3 separate regions of the Sus scrofa genome follow, and all the other regions are linked to region 2. Evidence: chromatin contacts called from public HiChIP or PLAC-seq data. All regions are on one chromosome and are shown on one strand. Each heading gives the region's core, a stretch centred on a gene start, on an enhancer-like site or on the middle of the called end of the contact. The rest is flanking DNA. Distances are from core to core; before and after follow the strand shown.

The links. HiChIP or PLAC-seq counts read pairs in DNA pulled down with a chosen protein or histone mark.
Region 1: an H3K27ac HiChIP or PLAC-seq map of skeletal muscle shows a contact between it and region 2, with 7 times the contacts expected there. The contact joins two enhancer-like sites. A contact is called at or near these places in 2 of 5 promoter capture datasets (liver and skeletal muscle), 1 of 47 Hi-C or Micro-C datasets (psoas muscle) and 1 of 2 datasets of contacts at active chromatin or transcription factors (skeletal muscle).
Region 3: a contact with region 2 is called in an H3K27ac HiChIP or PLAC-seq map of skeletal muscle. The contact joins two enhancer-like sites. A contact is called at or near these places in 2 of 5 promoter capture datasets (fetal liver and liver) and 1 of 2 datasets of contacts at active chromatin or transcription factors (skeletal muscle).

What each region holds. Positions count from the first base shown.
Region 1 is chr1:137,823,763-137,827,807 of Sscrofa11.1, forward strand. No RefSeq gene overlaps it. Among named protein-coding and RNA genes, the nearest start is that of SYNM, 30 kb to the right of the region's middle. Within about 2 kb of position 2,234, at least 59 of the 83 cell types and tissues checked have an H3K27ac peak or open chromatin away from gene starts, as enhancers often do. A contact at or near this core is called in skeletal muscle, where this site is marked.
Region 2 is chr1:137,290,285-137,294,136 of Sscrofa11.1, forward strand. The region is part of intron 1 of FAM169B (protein FAM169B); the gene reads right to left. Among named protein-coding and RNA genes, the nearest start is that of FAM169B, 5.0 kb to the right of the region's middle. Within about 2 kb of position 1,252, at least 11 of the 83 cell types and tissues checked have an H3K27ac peak or open chromatin away from gene starts, as enhancers often do. A contact at or near this core is called in skeletal muscle, where this site is marked.
Region 3 is chr1:137,869,436-137,873,437 of Sscrofa11.1, forward strand. All of the region lies in intron 2 of SYNM (synemin), which reads left to right. It overlaps TTC23 (tetratricopeptide repeat protein 23), which reads right to left. Exons shown (of 11, transcript XM_021098378.1): 11 at 1,462-4,002. Among named protein-coding and RNA genes, the nearest start is that of SYNM, 16 kb to the left of the region's middle. Within about 2 kb of position 2,251, at least 23 of the 83 cell types and tissues checked have an H3K27ac peak or open chromatin away from gene starts, as enhancers often do. A contact at or near this core is called in skeletal muscle, where this site is marked.

The sequences.
Region 1 (4,045 bases), core at 984-3,483, 530 kb after region 2:
CAAGATAGTACTGTTGAATTTCTAGATCAAGCCATGCCTGAAGCTGACATTTCCATTATCAGTTTCATAGGGCAATTATATCTCTTTTTATGCTTAAACCAGTTTGGGTTGAGTTTCTGTCTTTTGCAAAAACAGAGTCCTGACCAGTACATAAAGCCAGTATATAGACATATCATTTCAACTGATTTCCCTACAAACCTAAACAGTTTACCCTACTTTGCTCCCCAAGACCTTCATATATGAAGAAGTCATTAAATCCTCACAACAGCTGGAACACAAGAGTTAAGGTCCATGGTCAAAGCTGCATAGCTCTGTTCCCCGAGTTCATTCTGGATGGCTGGAAGCCCGCGCACCTCCAAATAGGGCAGCCCCTGATATGACAGTGGAGCTGGGTCCCACCCGCTTCAAGGCATAGTCTAAGAGCAGAATCCAGGCAACTGAATGGAACCAAATTAAGATGTTGGGGAGAATGAAATGCAGAGTGAGGTGCAGAGTGAGGGCTCAGAGGCCAGCACATCTGGAAAGGACAAAGCAATTGCCATGGCTGCCGAGTCCCTCATCCCAAGAAGGACTCTGGTTCCTGGGATGGGGACATGGGCTCTGAAATGTCAAGGCAAACCCAGACAGTGCTGGTTCTCATGGAATCTGGGAACCAATAAAACAATGACTGGAAAGCAATGATCCGAAAGATATTCTTGCTGTAATTTTTCCACAGAAATATACTACGTAGCAAGCTAAGTAAATTCTTGGAAACCTGGAAACCCCCCAAAACTGGTAGATGCAGCTTTTTTTTTTCTTTTTTACTATTTTATGAAAAAGAGATAGAGAAAAACCACATTTCTTGGATTTAACTTTGTTCACACAAACTTTGGGTTTTTTTTTAAAGAAAAACTGGCACCGTTTAAGCATGGAAACTGTCACTCCAGTAACTTTTTAAATAGTTGCCTAGAATTGTGTGACTTGGAAAATTAATTTCTTTCCAGATGAAGAAACCCAAAACAGGTTTTCTAAGTGAAAATTATTGGTTCCCCCCTCCCCCATTCTCAGGAGGCAGAAGAAGCAACGGGCAGAGACCTGAGCATATGGGACGCTCAGCCAAACAAAAGGGCTGTCTGCAACTTGCCTAAAATAGAAAATAAAAGTTAGCAGAGCTTTCCGCCTGGCGGGCCCCTTTTCCGAGCCTCACAGGACGCTGCCCCAGAGCCTGTGTAATCAGTTAAAGCAGAAGCCCCAGAGCCCCATGGCTTCCTAACTTCCAGTCCCCTTCCGACCTGGGGAAGCAGGTTCACCCAACCAGAGTCACCTCCACAAGGTAGTGGCTTGTGCTTTGTTTTGCTGAAAAAATTCAAATCCCGTTAATGTTTTGGTTCTTTTTAAAGAACTTTGGACAATAATATACGTTACAAGAGCTTTATGTGGAGGAGGCACTAGAGAGGTGAGGTACCCTTCATTGTAGGACAAGCCTTGGCTTTGAAGTGTGAAGAACAGGGGTTCGAATCTCAGCTTTGCCCCTTGCTGTCCGTGTGACCTTATTCTCTCGGAACTCCGAGTAACAGGCGAGGATGACTCCTGGCTTGAGGGTCAGCAACGAAGGTGAGCAAGTGCTGGTCTGCACGTGCTTAGTGCTTGGGAACCTCCGCTAGCGTCCTGCTCCCGCCGGGAGAAGGCAGGTGGCTCACTTCACCTCCCCAGCTCACCTGAGAGGCTGGCAATGGCAGGCAGGAGGAGAGAGTGTGGGAGGGGCCGGGGTAGGAAAGAAATGAGCATCCAAGCTCGTACTAATCCTCACCTAGTACCTTATTAAAGTCCTTAAAGGAATTTGCATCGCGACCTCCCAGCTGACCGTGAACCTGAAGCCCGCATCCCATCGTGCACCCGCCGAGGGTTCACATGAAATCCACAACGGCAGTCACACCCTCAAACTGAAGCCGATTTTCCGATTTCGAAAGCCGGACTGCAGCATTAAAAAAGGCTTTGTTTTCTTCTTCTTCTCCCTCTCTTCCTCCTTCCTCCCCCGCCTCCCCGGGCCAAGTCTCTCCCAGCGCGCACACAAAAGAAGACCCCGAGGCCAAGGTACCGGAACCTGCGGGTTTGTTTACCACTTCGGGCGTCTCGGCGAGGTGCTGCCTGGCACCGCCACCTACCGGCGGGAGTCGGCCCTGCTCCCGGGAGCGGGCCAAAAACTGCCGGCCGATGACCCAACGCCGCAGGCATCTGAGGATAACCTTTCCCCTTTCTTTCCAAGACCAAATAAGGGGGCTCTTCCCTCAGCGTGCTGGGCCTGTGGCGGTTAGGCCAAGGGGCGTGGATTGGAGAATGCAGGAACGAGGCTGACAGTCCGCAAAACAACCGACCACATTGTTCCTGTGGCGGCCGGCCTCCTCCCTCCTCCGGGCGGGCACGGCCCGTGCCCAGGCGGGGCGCTCCCTGCCTCCGCAGGCGTGGAGAGCCGGGCGGGCGACTGGGCAGGGCAGCCGTCCCGGGGACCCCGAACCCCATCGGTAGCACTGCCAAGCCGCTGCCCCCACCCCAAGGAGTGGAGGGCAGGGTGCCCGCGGGCCCCGCCCCCTTGCCGCACTCCCCGCAGACCCTCAGGGCTGTGGGGCCGCAGAAGGGCGGGTCTCTGGGCCCTGGCGGGGCGGGGGGCGCAGACGGAGGGGAGCCAGGCCCCGCGGCCAGGCCTCGGAACCCTGGCATCGCCCCCGAGGGAGGGAGTCACTGGTGGTTGACAGTGTTTGGTAACCACAGAAACCAAGATTTGACCTATATTTTTGAATATGGCCTCAACTCTAGTTTTCCTTCTAGAAATCAAAGGGAGAGAGTCTGACCTGACTTGCTGTTGATTTTCCTCCTGCCCGGCGTTCCAGAATGCCACCCAGAAGGTTGGGCGAGGCGGGAGACCTCACTGGCTGGTTCGCCGTGACTTGGAGGGTGACAGTGCTCTGGGCCAGGAGCAGTGGCTGTACACATTCAGAGCCTCCTACCAACCCCAGGTCCTCCATGACGGTGGGGATATTTCTGGAGGGAAATTGGATGATTTTTACCAGGATTTTAAATGTTTACCATTTAACTACTTCCTCCCATTTCTAAGTTTTATTCTAAGTAAGTAAAGAGAATATGAATTCCGCTGATGGTCACAGCCCTGGTAATGTTGCCAACAACAGTTGGCCTTAACTGAACATTTACTATGTGCTGGAAACTGTTATAAATGTTTTATAAATATCTACTTACAACATTCTGCTGCAGTAGGTATTCTTAATACCCTTGTTTTATGGAGGAGGAACCCGCAATCAAAAGTTAGGTTTTCACTCAAAATCACCCAGCTGGGGAGTGGTAGAGGCAGGATTTATGCTTGGACTGTGGAGCTCCTGAGTCTGTGCCCTTGACCGCAACACTAAATGTTTATCAATGGGGATTTGATTAATTTAGAGTACATCCGTATAATGGAATACTCTCCAGCCACTTAAATAGTGATGTAGATTGGGAATAATTGGCATGGAAAAATGTCCATGACATATTATTGAGTGAAAACAGCTGGTTACACAACGGCGTGTATAACAGGATCGCACAGCTGTGCAGAAGGGCGCTTGTGGCAGTGCTAACTGTGGTCACCTGTGGGTGGTGGGGTTACAGGTGGCTCACTTCACAGGTATGTTTTCCGAATGTTGTTGAGCCCTTTCGGGAAATGAATGTGGGTTATTTTCCAATAAAAGAGCTATTTTATGGTGTGCCTTCTGGAGAAAATATGTGTTAGATAAACGTCATTCAGGCATGAGTTTCAGTTCTGTTGCCATGCATTCAATGCTAATGAATCAACAACATGTTTTAATGTGTCTTTAAACAGAAAAAAAGCTATTTCATTTTTTTAAAAATAAATGGATAAAGGAAATAACATTTCTTGATATGTACACACACACTTGAGATCACTGTCAAGGCTGGGCTCACATCCCACTATATCTCCGAAAGCCTTTCCTGATCTGTAACATTGGAAATTAGAGCTTCCCACACTCCTTACGTGTGAGAACTTGTGTCCAGACAGATATTC
Region 2 (3,852 bases), core at 2-2,501:
TCAACAAATACTAGGCTATGCTTTTGCACAAGGACAAATTTTTATTAGTGTTTTTAGCCAAGCATTTTTTAATATCTTAATAATATTTTTATTCAATTATCATGCATTTTGAGAAGACACAGAGCAATTCCTTTCCTTCTACATAGCTTACAAAAACATTTTTCCAAGACGTTCTAATAGCCCAAATGTGGGCAACGCACATGCATTACAGAAATCACTCATTGGAAAGTTCAAAATGAACAACCAAGTAAAATTCACTGTTTGGGCCTGGACCCCCTGAACCCACATGCACACACTCACCCAAACTGGTCCACTAAGCAGCATTCACAGAGCACAAGTGGGTGGGGAGACAGCACTGTCAGTGGAAGTCTCTGCAATGTTGGTCCCCCCACCTCCCCCGCATCAACTTCTCAAGCACCTCCACTGAATAGAACGTTCAGGGTATTGGATGAGGGGTAATGCAAAGAAGAAATCAATACGCCTTTCTCTGTCAATGGAATTTTTGAGTGGTGGTTAGAGATTTGGTTTCCAAAAAAAAAGCATTTATCTTAATCTGTGCAAGACAAGGAAATCAAGTGGTCTAGAAGGGTTGGGGCCTTAGGAGCCCTGGGCACACACACAAAGATGTGAGCTCCCCCTCTGCCCTCTGCCCTCAGCTTTGGGGCCCTGTGGCTGCCCTGCTTCGGAGGAGCAAAGAAGCATGGAATTGATTCTATGCCTTGACGGACAATAGGCATTTGGTTTAAGCAGGAAATGAAGCAGTGCCTGGGCATGGGGAACGCGAATGCAAAGGGTCTGATGTGAGGGTGCTCTGAGAGGGCCAGAGAAGCAGGGAGAGAGACACGCTTGGATTTCGACGGACAGTGGCCTTTGAATTCATACAACCTGGGTGTCCCACCCCCACCAAAGCTCCCTGACAGCCCGTTTTGGAAAAGAAAACCCACAGCAGAGGATGGGTGCCCTAAAAGGCATGGAATTTGTAAACCACAGCTGTTACATCCTAATCAGCATTATGCAGAGGCCCCAGACTTTCAGTTGCTACTGACAGTCATTTAACTGCAACCTTACCCCAACCCACACAATAGCCCTGATTTTAAAAGTCACCTGACCCCAGGAGCCTCTGACCAACAAGTGTGTGCTTGAATTTTGCCCTGAAGTTGGTTTCCGTACCACTCGGCAGAGCAGAAAACATAGTCATCTCCTCTAATCCTCTGTTGGGAATTTCCCAGGGCTGAGCTACAAATAAGAATGTCATCAGAGGAGCCAGGAGCCAGCTGCTGTCAGGAACCAACCCAGCTAAGGCCAATCAGCCGGTCACCAGACTAGGGTTTCAAAGGTCAGAAAGACAACACCTCAGTGCCCGCTCCCTTCCCACTGCACGGCCTAAGTTCTGGCCACCAGGTCACTCACTCCATCCTGCCAGGCCATGGCAGGAGCCAGGGGAGGTCAGGACACCAGACATCTCTGGCCCAGCTTCATACTGCAGAGATCCCTGTTTAACAAGACGTAATACAGCTCTTGATGCTACAGATGAGGGTGAACAAACCATCTATAGGACGGAAGGCATGGCAAAGAATCACCACCAACAGACAGGTAACATACAAAATGCCCAGGCCATTAGGAGAACCCACTCAGGACCAGGCCTTCCCAGGAAGAGTGGGACCCCTGTAATGACATTCCAGGGAATCGGCTGATGAGTGGCACTCCACTCCAGGGAGTACTGCTCTAAGCATTACCTTAATTGGTCCTCATAGTAAATAGTAAACACAGACGCTATTATTATCCCATTTTACTGTTGAGGAAGCAGAGGCACAGAGATAAAGTAACTTGCCTAAGGTCACCTGCATCACCCCACATCCCCATACACACAGGCTTCAAAATTCTGGCAGCAGGAGATCCCGCTCTGGTGCAATGGGATTGGTAGCATCTCTGCAGCACCAGTCACAGGTTCAATCCCCCACTGACACGATGGATTACAGGATCTGGTGTTGCTGCAGCTGCAGTGTACGTGGCAACTGTGGCTTAGCTCTGATCCCTAGCCCGGGTTCTCCATATGCTGTGGGGCCACCAAAAAAGAAAAAAAAAATGCTCCCAGCAGTCCTTCTATAGCCAGGGAACCAACAAGGTCTTCATCAGCACCCAAAAGGAAATGATTCCTCCCTTTAAAGCACATAGAGTTCCTACTGTGTGCCAGGACACCAGAGCACCAGGACATAAAGATCAATAAGGGTCCTGCCCCCCTACAGGGTTACAGTTTGGTTACAGTGATGGGAGGTGACTGACAAAGTGGACTTTTAGGAACTGTCTTATCCTTTCTGTTCCCTCGCAGTGAAGGAATGGAGACCTGGCCGGGGCATGAAAAGCACTTGGTCTCAGTGATGTGGAGTCCCATTGCCCATCCCTCTGTCCTCCAGTGAGGCCCTGCCCCCCAGGAACTGAGATTCCCCATACTTGGCCAGGTCCTTGTTCCTCTAAGAAAACACTTCTACACCTTGAACTACAGAAGACCCCAAATGGCTGATGAATATTTGATTTTTTTTTGAAGGATTATGTTAACATTGAAGTCATCTCTGAAGAACTGGCTCATGGATTATTACCTTCCTGAGTCTCCATTTGGGGGTGGTGGGGGGAACATCACCCTCTGACAGGTTCCTTTCTCTGGGGAGTCAGACACCACCACCATCACCCCCCAATCTGAACCCCAACACTGCCACTTACTAGCCAGGTGACCTTAGGCAAGTTACTTTATCTCTGTGCCTCTGCTTCCTCAACAGTAAAACTGGATAATAGCATCTGTGTTTACTATTTACTATGAGGACCAATTAAAATAATGCTTTGAGCAATACTTGGGGGGCAGTAAAGAGCTCCTAAGGGTTAGGCTACCAAAAATGTCTTCAAGTCTCCTCCACCAAAATGCAAGGGAAACGCCACCCTCCCTCCCTCATACACCCTCAAGAGCAGCCTTCTCCCTCCTTCTCCGTGGTCTTGTCTCTGCAAATGCTTATGAAACAGTTGGGGCGGGAGGGGGGCGGTGGCAGGGCTTCAGGTTTTAGGTTAAGTGACAGTAACATGCCAACGCCCTGCCCCCCCCCACCCCGGGCTTCTTTTCTTTCTGGTCCCTCCTCCTTTGTTTTTTTGGTTGTTTTTAGGGTTTTGGGGTGGGGGTTGTTTTTTTGTTTGTTTTTTGCTTTTTAGGGCTTCACCTGCAGCACACAGAAATTCCTAGGCTAGGAGTTGAATCGGAACTGCAGCTGCTGGTCTGCACCACAGCCCAGTAACTCAGGATCCAAGCCTGCATCCATGACCTACACAGAGCTCATGGCAATACCAGATCCTTAACCCACTGAGCAAGGCCAGGGATATTAGTTGGGTTCATTAAGGCTGAGCCACAATGGGAACTCCCCGGTCCCTCCTCCACTGGAATCTCATCACAAGTTCTCAGAGCTTCTCCCTCCCAGAGCCTTTGGGCTGAGCCCTCAGCTCCTCTCCTTCCATCTCCCAGGGACACCCTCCCTAGGTCCCATTAGCTCTGCTCTCTCCATTCAGTGACAGGGGTCCCTAAGAGAGCTCAGAGTCCTTACTGCCCTTTCTAGATTCCCCCTCTGCTCCAGAGTCAGTGTTGCTTTAACTCTTCGGTGTCTCCAGTGGGAAGATACTGAAACATTTTGAAATTACTCTGTTGAGACTGCATCAGGTTTTCTCCTTCCCAGAGTAGGTTGCTTTATTGGCATTACCCCTGTCCCTATACCCCCAAACCAAGCTTCAGAGTCATCACAGATTTTCCTCCTTGCTTGCTAGCTTCCCTGTCTCCAAAGCTCTGCTTTATGACCGGGGCAAACTGTCCAGCACCTA
Region 3 (4,002 bases), core at 1,001-3,500, 580 kb after region 2:
GATGATGGAAACTGTGACAGTGTTCAGAACCCACAATGTCCTGGACCCCTCCACTGCTGACAGAGGTCAGGCTCCAAAGCTACAGACTGAGAACTAGAAGAAGCACAGTTAGGAAATAAATAGTGCCCCCCCACCCCCCGCCACCCTGAAAAGAGAACAGAACCGTCCTTTGGAGTAAGCTGTTAGAAAGTCTAATGGGGGAAAAAAAAAGATATTCAAAACTGAAACAAAAAAATGCAAAAATACCCAACAATGTACTGAGTCCAGAAACCACAAAACTGAGGATAAAAAAGGGCCCAGCCTGGATTTCTGATTGGGGGTGGGGGTGGGGGGTGTCAAATGATGCAATCTCCATCAAAATTTTAAAAACGAGGCTTTGTTTTTTTGTGTTTTGGGGGGTGGAGCCTATAACAGTTGTTCTAAGTTTCACCTGGAAAAATGGAAAGCAGGGCCAAACCATTTCTCAAAAGAAAAACAAAACACCGAAGGGGACTGTTGCCTGGCTAGAAACGAAAATAGAGAGCAAAAATTTCCTTTCTTGCCTGAGGACTTTATGGCAAAGTCCTTTTAAAAGGTAAGGTTTTGAATCCCCCTGTGGAGCTGGGGGTTAAGTATCTGGCATTGTCACTGCAGTGGCCCAGGTCACTGCTGTGGGGTGGGTTTGATCCCTGGCTAGGGAACTTATGCATGCCCCAAGCAAGCCCTTTAAAAAAAGGAAAGTTAGGTTCTTTGTATGTCTGTGCAGGGGGAGGACGTGAGCACCTCTCTGCCACACACACACTCTTTTTCCTTCTTTTTCTTCTTTTTTAAAATGGCTGCACCTGTGCCATATAGAAGTTCCCAGGCTAGGGGTCGAATTGGAGCTCCAGGGGTTGGATTGGAGCTCCAGCTACTGGTCTACACCACAGCCACAGCAACACCAGACCTGAGCCACATCTGCGACCTATATTGCAGCTTGTGGCAACGCTGGATTCTTAACCCACTGAGCAAGGCCAGGGATCGAACCGCATCCTCATGCATACTAGTTGGGTTCTTAACCCTCTGAGCCACAGTGGGAACTCCCTATTCCTCTTTCTGATTGCAGCTGGCAGAGGCAGTGGGTTTTAACTGTTCTAACTCTTCAGTCTCCAGATTTAGACTGCTAATGAAGCAATGCTGGTAACTCCTAATGTTGGTTATTTCAGGGTTGTGCCATTATTTTTTTAGACCACCTGTACCTTTTAATGTGCCCGTTCAAAGGAAAACATTTCTTGGGAAATTCTCAAGTCTTGGAGAAATTTTTTGAAAATTGGATCCTACTTTTTTTTAATGTGTTAACAGTGAGACTTACCTAGTGAGTAGGTGAAAACTTTGCAGTTAATAAAACCCTGTATTTTTAGGATAATTGGAGTTGCTAGCCTTGCCCACATCAGCATGTAAAGGAATTAACCCTTTGTTAACCATGATTTTAGGTAATTCAGAATCCCTTCCCTTCTTGAACTCCTTTAGGTAATGGAAAACCAGCTTCCTTCTGAGGTCAGTAGAAGGTGATGTAGGGGGTGGTGGTGATGATGGTGGCTGACATTTATCAACCATATATTCTGTGACAGCCACTCTTGCAAGAACTTTCCAGTCATTTTATGAATTACCACCCCAAACCTGTGTGTGCTCCCTATTTCAGAAATGGGGAAATGGAGCCACAGAGGGTTTGAGTGGCTTCCCTAAGGTCATAGGACTGGGAAGGGGCAGGCCCCGGATTTGAATCCAGGTAACCTGATGTGGGAGGTTTCTTGGTTAGCCACTCCTTGTGCTTCCTCTCTTTGCTTCCTTAGTAATCTTTCTGTGCGTTTTTTGTTTGTTTTTAGTCTCTGGAATTGACAAATGGGCTTTCTAGCTGTGATTTCTTTCTGAGCACAGGGGAATGACCCAGAGGCGGCCTGGCACTGTTGCCTCCTTGTTTTTCAGATGCCCGTTGTTGGGTTGGACCCTTTCCAGTTTTGATGGTGATGCTGGTTCTGTGGAGGGAAATTTGCCCCTCTCTCCTCCTGTCCCCCCTCTGATTCCCAGTCCCCAGTCTGGAGTGACAGGTGGTCCCTCACCCTCTCTGGAGCTTGGGGGCCAGGGGGGCTCCTCCCAGCCCGTCTTTCTCCCCCAACCCCCACCTGCGTTTTGCCAGGAAGCACCACATGAACCATCCCTCCACCCTGGGCCAGGCAGGCTCCCCTACTGGTGTGGCTTCTGGAAACATCCTCCGACTCTCCCTCCCCCTGCCCCCTGTCTCTTGCCCACAGTTATGGAGGGTGTGCAGGGCAGTGGCACTGTGCCCTCGATGTAGAGTAACAGCCGATATGCCCTGAGCTTCCATTGGGATAATGCATCCTAGCCGAACCGCTGCCACTCAGCCCCACGGGTGGTCTATTAGGGCCTGGAGCCAGGCCAGGGGCCGCATTAGAGCTCCCTTCTGCCCTGTGGGTTGGTCTTGGACACCTTAATGAGGCTGGGGACCTGATTTTCCCGCACATGTTTGCTTGTTTTCCTGTCTCTTGAGAGAGGCTGCCAACCTCTGGGGCTGTATGAAACGTTCACTAATAGCCTGTGATTCAGGCGGTTGGCATTTCTCACCAGCACCATGGCTGAGGATAGTTTTCCTTCAACGCTCCCGAAATAACCCGAGCGCTCTCTACCCATTTCTTAAAGCTGTAGGAGTCTATTCCTTAACAACTTTCCTTTGAGGAGTTCCCACTGTGGCTCAGTGGTAACGAACTGGACTAGTACCCATGAGGATGCGGGTGTGGCCCTAAAAAGACAAAAAACAAAAACTAAAACATTCCTTTGAGAGCTTTGGAGGGAATGCACCGTTTCTGGCCTCTCCCAGCAGTTTTGGTTATGCCTCTAGTTTTTATGGGGGCACTGTGGAGGCAGGACGCTGTGTGCCATGGTGGGGGGAGGGTCCCAGCTGTACCTGGGAGCTCTGTGCTGGGTCTCCAGGTGGGGAAGGTGGATCCTGCCTGCCTCTCGGGGCAGCCATCTGGAGGGGAGGCACCGGTGGACCTGAGCTCTTTCCTAGTGGGAGCTTTGGCTCTTCCCTATAGGGGCGTTTGATGGAAATCACCAAGAGATGTTGGATCTGCTTTCGTTAATATGGTCTGGGCGATCTCTCTACAGGAGTTTTTCTAAAACATGTGTGAAATGGCACCATTTCAGGCCCTGAAGGGTGGCCCAGGTGGCTTGCAGGGGAGGGCCGAGTGCCCTGGTCACTGGAGAGCACGTGACTTTGGCCATCACTCTCCCACACATCTGCTCACCTGTGGGGCCTGGGCGCCCATTGTTGGCCCTGCCTGTGGTTGCCAGGAGGACTTGGTGAGGTGACAGGTGGGAGGCTTATAGCCTGCTTGGTGCTCAATCTTAGCTAGGGTTGGTGAAGGCATTGGGCACAGGAGCATTTGTGCTGTGTCACCAGCCACATAAGCCCCTTGGGGACTGGTGCCCCCTCCTAGGAACCATTGCACCTCACGTTGGGTCCCGAACTCAGTAAAAAAAAGTTTGGTGATGGTTTGGGTTTTCTCTGAAAGAGGAACAAAACCATTCCTCCACGGGGAGAGGGAAGATCCTTTTCCCCCAAAGGGATCTTCATTATCCTGCCCCAACCCGCCACCTGTCATCAAGTCTCTGCTGACCTGGATGCCCATGAGCACCTTCTGCTCTGACTTGGGCAGCTAGTGTGAGGAGCCCTGTGATACCCAAGGCTTCCTTCCCAGCAGGTGGAAGGAAGATATCAAATTGGACTTGGCCTTCCCAGCAGCCCACCCCTATGGCCCCTGAGCTGTAGGAGGCCATCGTCCTGCTGCTGTAATCCTAAGAGTCTGACTTTTACCGGGAGCCTGTTTCCTCCTATTATATACAGAACTCAGAGTTTTCTCGGTGATGGAGGCTATTTGTGTTCGTGGAACATAACACGCTTGGTCATGAGGGTGTGGGATTAACAGGCTGGTGTCCTGTTTCCTGGCTTCTACCCTGTGTGGA